Linked DNA regions of Gossypium arboreum: region 2 is linked to region 1. The links are chromatin contacts, called in public Hi-C maps. All regions are on one chromosome and are shown on one strand. The core of a region is the stretch at or near the end of the contact, and the rest is flanking DNA. Distances in the headings are between cores, read along the strand shown. Region 1 has its middle 18 kb from the start of LOC108470936. Region 2 holds the start of LOC108470932 (protein Brevis radix-like 4).

What was found. A called contact is a pair of places that touch in the nucleus more often than the background predicts.
Region 2: a Hi-C map of leaf shows a contact between it and region 1, with 3 times the contacts expected there. The contact joins the promoter of LOC108470932 here to the enhancer-like site in region 1. A contact is called at or near these places in 2 of 5 Hi-C or Micro-C datasets (both in leaf).

Annotation. Positions count from the first base shown.
Region 1 is chr6:122,949,633-122,953,338 of ASM2569848v2, forward strand. It overlaps the pseudogene LOC108470723. Among protein-coding and RNA genes, the nearest start is that of LOC108470936, 18 kb to the left of the region's middle. Within about 2 kb of position 2,174, at least 2 of the 2 cell types and tissues checked have an H3K27ac peak or open chromatin away from gene starts, as enhancers often do. A contact at or near this core is called in leaf, where this site is marked.
Region 2 is chr6:123,085,360-123,089,015 of ASM2569848v2, forward strand. It overlaps LOC108470932 (protein Brevis radix-like 4), which reads right to left and starts at 2,103. Exons shown (of 6, transcript XM_017772463.2): 1 at 1,459-2,103; 2 at 1,198-1,347; 3 at 744-1,117. The coding sequence starts at 1,323. LOC108474009 (phospholipid:diacylglycerol acyltransferase 1-like) reads left to right here and starts at 2,127. Exons shown (of 7, transcript XM_053029523.1): 1 at 2,127-3,366. The coding sequence starts at 2,930.

The DNA of each region.
Region 1 (3,706 bases), core at 924-3,423:
TTTGCAGTTGGTGCCGCAACAGCAGCTGATGGTGCATTTACGAGCTGTTATTGGATCCAAAAAAGCAGGGTTAGTAAGGACAGCCTATTCAAGCTATATGTGCTTATATATGCTGAAAAAGAAGTGGTGAAAATAGTACCTCTTGGTTGATGTCAATTCCAATCTCGTCAAGAACCTGGCTCACCAATTCTTCTGTTTCCTCCTCTTCTTCATCCCCTTCCAAAGCATCATCGATTGCATCACCAATCACCTCACTCACCATCTCCATTTTCTCATTCTGTCTTTCAAACTCTTGCATAATTTTCTGCAGGGATGGCAAGTTCATCTGTCTGTTCATTTGCCCCATTGCCTTTGTCACACCTTTCATTGCCTCTCCCATTGCTTGTGTTGATTTCAATGTCTGGATGTTGTACAGTACAGCAAATTCAGTCGAGTTTCAAACTTTATGATTTATAAGCAATTAAAGCTTGTAAATTCACTAGGCTTCAATCTTGCAATGTACATCAGTTGCTGATGCAGTTCATTTATCCCCCAACTCTAAATAATTTCAGATGAGAATCAAGTTAATTGATGTTCCAACATATCTTCTTTTTTTCATTTTCACATATAAATTCCCATACATGGTATGGAACAGGGCATATATCAAAAGTTTTTGTAATAGCCCCTCCACAATTATAGCTATCGACTTCCATCTACTTAACAAGCATCAGAAGTGGCCATAATTTTCTATGTCAAGCACTTAGGTAAAACAAATTGCACACTTAGAAGTCATTGACACAGATAAAATGCAAGGATAAAAGTACATACTTGAATTCTAAGAGATACACCCTGGAGCTGTGATTTGAGCTTATAAAACTTTTCAATCTGATGGCGTGTCCGGATAAGGTCTTTTGCCATCCCTCAAATAAAATCCCGAGAACAAAATATTTAAAGGATAGTAGGCTCGGTGGACAGCAAAGCCCATTCATGTCAATAAGAAACATGCAGATCATATACAATAACTTTTAAATCTGAAAGTTAAAAGAAACCTACTTTCACAAGATAAGAGATGCGAAATACAATATTGAAGCTCAATTAGACAAGAAATGACTACACTAGTCCACTAATACGAAGCAAAATAGACATACACATTACTCAAGCTACCAAATTGCCGCAAGTGTAATTGATGCATTTTGTTTAAAATGAGTGAGATGAAAAAGAAAAATAACTCATCATATCTATCTGTAAAGTGGTAGAGAACAATCAGCAATAAATCGATATGATCCTAGCAAACATGTCACTCACACATAAAACTAGTCATCAAACATCGAATCAAGCCAGTACATAATCAAAATCACCAATAAAGCAACCTCATTTATACCAAAAAAATAAAAAAGGCTTCACATAACTGACTAAAACATAAAAATGCCAAGCTAATAAGCTCTCAATTAGATATACCAATTTTTTAAGAGAAATTTTAACTACACATAAGTAAAAATGTTGAGCAAAAATAGAAAACAAAATTGTAAAAAATATATGTAACACACCATCTGCCCTTGCTTTGCACTTTTCTTAATCTCAGCAATCAGTTTCTTTTCCTTGCCTTTCCCTCTCTATCTCTCTAATAGATTTGTCGAGCATCCGCTTATTTTCTCGCAGAAGCTCTGAAAAAATATATGTATATCTACAATACAAAATGACTTGAGAATCCGGCATTAGGGGAAATGAATTGAGAACCACAAAATACACAATTCACCCAATTTGTTTGCTTGATCTTTGATACACTAAAGTGACAGGCTCAATAAAGTGCAAAAACCTTATTTTTAGAAATTTGAACTAGCAAACTACCATACAATTACTCGATCCTAAAATCCAAAATTAAACCAAATAAACAAAATAAAGCATTCGAATTCCTGTCATTAGCAGAATTCACAACTATTTCTAAAACTATAAGAAACATACTACTTCAATCGAAATCCTTAATTCTAATTATTCAATTACCAAAGCCCTCAATATAAAATCACATCATCAAATTCAAATACGAACAGATCATAACAAAATTAGTAGCGATTTTCGAAATTAATACAAATTCTAATTATTTGAAAACAAAATTGATACCTGCAGGGGTATTTCTATTGCCAAACAGGAAACTCATGTTCGGTCGATGCTACGAAAACTGTCCCAAAACGATTTGGTAGTGGCTACGGCGATCTGATCTGGTATAAAAACGCATCGGATGTACACCACAAGAGATTGCTTCTTCGAGGTGGTTTTTTTTATCGCTCAGCCGCCAAGACAACTTCTTTGCTACTTTACTCCGTACATGGACAACGGCTGCTAAGGAATGGAATCGGGTATAGACAAATGGTTAATTTCTGTTATTAGTCCTTCTACTTTTAAGAAAGTTACGTGGATTTAGTCTCTATGCTTTAGTTTAATTATGTTTGATCTCTGTATTATATTTTATTTTAATACTCACTAAATAATAACAGTTAAATTGATTAGGTTAAGTTTTGTTATTTACATATTTTGGGTAGAAAAATATTATTTATGTCAATATTAAAATTTTAGATTTTGAAAAAGTATAGATTAAATAGATATAGCCTTAAATAGATTTAATCGGATCAAGATTAAAAATTTAAAAAAGTGGAAGAGGTAAAATTATAATAATCAAATCCATTTTCCCACGTGGCTGCATCTGAGTGGTAGGGTCCAGTCTTTATTACCAGGCTGGCTCTCTGAATGTTTCTCTTTGATATGGGAATGGGCCTAGACTGAAGCAGATGCTTACTCGATTAAATTGTATGGAATCAAATTGATTTATTAAATAAATTCGGTTTGTGGATTTATTCAGTTGATGTTCAAATCATACCAACGGAATAAACTCTCAACTTTTTATTCATCTAATATGTTAAAAATAAGTAAATTCAAGTAGTTTCCACTTTCCATCCATTATTTTTGTATTCATTGTTATCTAATAAAAAATTAGTAGTTTAAATGCAAACATTATTAAAAGTTCTCAATTTAATCCTTTCACATTAAAAATATAAATTTATACTATATTATGTTATATGTTATAAGTAGTTTAATTTCTATCACACAAAAATTAAGTTTATAATAGTATATAATATTACTATAATGTAAATATTTAAAATATATCATTTATATTTAAAATTTCAATAAAAATATAAAAAATTAAATTGTAATTACATAAAATTTTGTAAAAAATTCAAAATAATATAATTGAGTAAATTAATCATTTACAAATGTACTTAAATTTGGGTAAACTCTAAAATCCATAACCTAAACTTAAGCAAACAAACAATATGCTGATTATATATATATATCATATATTAGATGTGAAAAAATTTATGTAGTAAATATATTTATAAAAAAATATATTTTAAAAATCAAATGAAGATTTAGTTGAAATGATAAAAATATTGAAAATTATGGTGTTTTGGGGTTCAAATCTTGTCAAGCATATATTTTTTTAAAATTTAACTTGAAATGACAAAAAACCATATAATAGTATTTATTATTGTATAAAAATTCAATAATTACTTATGACACTAAAAAGTAACGTTAACTCGATAAACCACTCAAATATGGTAAAAATAGATATATATAAACTCGGCTAGGAGTGTAAATGAGATATTGGTGCTCACAAGATACTTAAGTTCGACTAAAAAAAAATTAAATTTGCTTCAATAATTATCAAGCCGCG
Region 2 (3,656 bases), core at 853-3,352, 140 kb after region 1:
GCTTTGAAGAGGCTTGTTCGACAAGACGACAAGGGTGAGTGAAAAAGCTTGCCAACACAATCAATCGTGTCCCACCCACCATTGATGAGGCACAATGAGTTCTCCTTTTGGACTTTTATGGGATTGCTTTTCATTAGGCGTGAAGCCTACTGTTTCACCGTAGGTCCCTCACCTAAATATCCTTGCTTTTCCTGCCGAGGTTGCTAAGGCAGTGTTTGGATGCAGCCATGACAAATCCATCACCATTTATAAGTACAAATTTTACAATTTTAATACTTATCTGTGTTTGAAACGTAAAATAATTATAAGAAAATGAGATTATACTTATTTTTTTTTAAATCAAGAAATTTAATTACATAGGAAATAAAAAATATAAAAAAATTTGAAAGTTTTAATAACTTAGCTAGTACACTCAATTCAGCAACACATAAATTGACAATCCAAACACAGCTTTAAAAAAAAAAAAAGAATGCATGTTAAAGAGTTTAACTAAATATGACAGAGCAAGTCCCAACCCAACAACAAATATTATTGTCTAAAATAATAGATAGGAATTTAAACCAAAACCATTATAACTTTGTATTATTTAACATTTTGTTCGTTTATTGATGTTAACAATAAACTAGGCAGGCATTGGAGCAGTGACGTGACTAGTCCATTTCCCAGCGAATTTCGAAAGTGGAATAAAAATTTCTTAATATGATGGAAAGCGAAAATCCAGAAAAAATAAGTGCGCGGCGCACCTGAATCGTATCCTCTTGAGATCGTTGCCGCCGCGAGGAAGTGAAACAAAGGTAATAAGCACGCCAGGCTCCACCTGAGCCACCCACTCTTTAGGCTCACTTTCTTCGACGAACACGACCGTGTCCACTCGGCGTCCGCTCAACGATTTCGGCGTCCCTTCTCCGCTCGAACTCGACATCCCTTTCAACCTTGCTTCCATCTCCTTCCCCCACGTCCTCGGCGTCGCTGAGCTCGAACTCCCCGTCCGACGATAAGGCCATCTGAACCTGTCCGAGTCCGCGTCAGACTCGCCCATGTTCCTCAACCGACTCTGCGCCGTGCAGGGGTTACAGTGCCTGTACGCCCCCGACGCCTTTAGCGCCATGTCCTTCAACTAAACCACACAGTCATTAAAGCCAAACAAAGAACGAAGAACCGGAAAACCTTGACGTCGTAAATTTGAAAGCTAATTACCTGCGAAGTGAGGGATTTGATGGCTTGGTTGTGCTTAGTGTTAGGAGTAGTGGAAGAGTCCATTTCCTCTTGTTGACTCACCGAGTCATCACCAGGTTGCTTGGAACGAGCTATGCACGTCAGCATTGTTGTTTCGAAATTCTCTGAAAGCTGAGAAATCTTCTGTTTAAATAAAAAGAAATACATTGAAAACTACATTTATGATTTGTCAGAATTTGAGAACTAGATTATACAATAAACAAGTTTTCGAGTTTACCGTACAGAGAAGCAAAATTTAATGCAAACCCAGAAATCTGAGGATCAGTGGATGGGTAAGAGAGAACTAAGGGTTTTTTTTCTTTCTTTTTTCCTCTGAAGTTTCAGGGAGCTGGAGCCCGATATTCGAGACTCAGGTAGCTCTTTAATGATGCCACGTTTAATTAAAAAGGATCAAAGATTCTCTGCGCCAACCCAAAATAAAAACAAAATTAAACAACAAAAAGGGTTTTAATAAAAGAAAAGAAAAGAGATGGAAGAGATAAAACCAAATTATAATCTCCTCAATCTCATCGAAGGAGCTATGGGTATAATGGGATAAATGCACTCATTGCACTGCAGTTGTTGCTGTATATTGGTAGTAGAAGAGTGTGGTTGGTGTAGGCCGTTGCTGGGCTCAGATGATGTTTCCTTTCCCTTTTTAATACACTGTGTGATCCGATGATGAAATGATTGGTGCGTGATGCTGATTGCTGAGCTTCTGCTTTTGTTTTTTTCTCAGTTTTCAAAAAGCCCACTGGAGAGACTCGATGGGCTTAGTCTCATCATTGGAAGGCCGAAGAACTCGTTTAACTTGGGCTATGTTATCAACTCGTGAGTGCCATTAATAATGATAGTGAGAGATTTGGCATTTGTGCATGTTGATCATTTACCATCTACCTGAAGTGGTGTGGTGTATCAGATCTTCCAACCCATTTCCAAAACAAATTTCCTTTTATTACTAATATTGAAGTAAAACTTTTGACAGAGGGTTGTCTGTTTTAGAACTAGTTTAATCATTCTCAACAACCTAGTGTTGCGGGTTTGTGTTTTTAGGGCAATTGGTCAATATAAATTGAGGCAAATTGCAGCTGAAAAATCATTGATTTAATTGCAGGAACGTGTACATCGTTGAGCGATTCGGGTCTATCTACACATATCCGCTCCCACTCACGTGGCTTCCATTCCCAAGCGTATTTGTCAGAAAGCATCTTTAGTTTTTGGCACATAACAAACATTATTAATTACTCCGAAATATTAGACTCAAAACACCTCTCCAACCTCCAATCACCGTTGAAATCCACCCATTTCTAATTTCCATCACCACCGCCGTCTGATGCTTTGACCACCGTAGTTTCTATCGTCAATCCGGCGGCTCCCAACAGATTATACCGCAGGCTCAGGCTTTAAAAAAAGTCCAAAAAGGAGACGCTAGCCTCCTTAGCCATCCCCGACCCACAGTTGGACCCTCGCCAGAGGAATCTGGAATATCAAAATAAATGAGTCTGTTTGAAGCTTAAATAAGACCCAATCTCATACTTCCACCTCTAACTCCGGTGGTGGCTGTCATTATCTTTTATTGTCACCGGCTCAAGTGAGAAGAAAAAAGCCCCCCGCCCCTTTTTTTCTTTCACAATTAATGAGAGTCTTAGTATCAGATTCTCATTAGTCTCCGTTAATGAAACAAACCTGTATTATATTTTGGCATTAAATAACGATGTCGTTTTCGCGGCGGAGGAAGGGGACGGATTCCTCGAAGTCCCAGAACTTACGGTGCAACATCGTAAAGGAAGATGAGAAGAATAACCTATACGAGAGCCCCAGGAAAGAAAGCTATAATTCCAAGAAATGGTCATGTTGGGACAGTTGTTGTTGGTTCATTGGTTTTGTATGTTCGGTGTGGTGGTTCTTGTTATTACTTTACAATACAATGCCTGCTTCGATTCCGCAATATGTAACGGAGGCGATAACAGGGCCGTTGACGGACCCACCCGGGGTCAAGTTGCGGAAAGAGGGCTTGACGGTGAATCACCCAGTTGTGTTCGTCCCTGGGATCGTCACCGGTGGGCTCGAGCTTTGGGAAGGCCACCAGTGTGCTGAAGGGTTGTTTAGGAAACGCCTTTGGGGTGGCTCCTTTGGGGAACTGTATAAAAGGTATTAGCTTTTGCCTTTTACTTTTTCCCCCTTTTTTGGGACTTTTGAGGTTTAGCTATTTAGTGTACGTTTTTCCATTCTGGGTTTTACATTTTTGAGGAATTTTGGCATGTTTGCAAGGTTGTTTTGTTTAAAAGAAAAAAAAAATCAAACACCTTTTGTGAATGTTAAAGTTCTTCTCTGATGTTTGCTTAGGTTGGAAGTTATTAGAGAAGCTTCCATAAAGCTTACTGATTTCTACATGAAATTGATGTTTGGCTTTGCTTTGCTAAAACTAAAACCTTTTCATT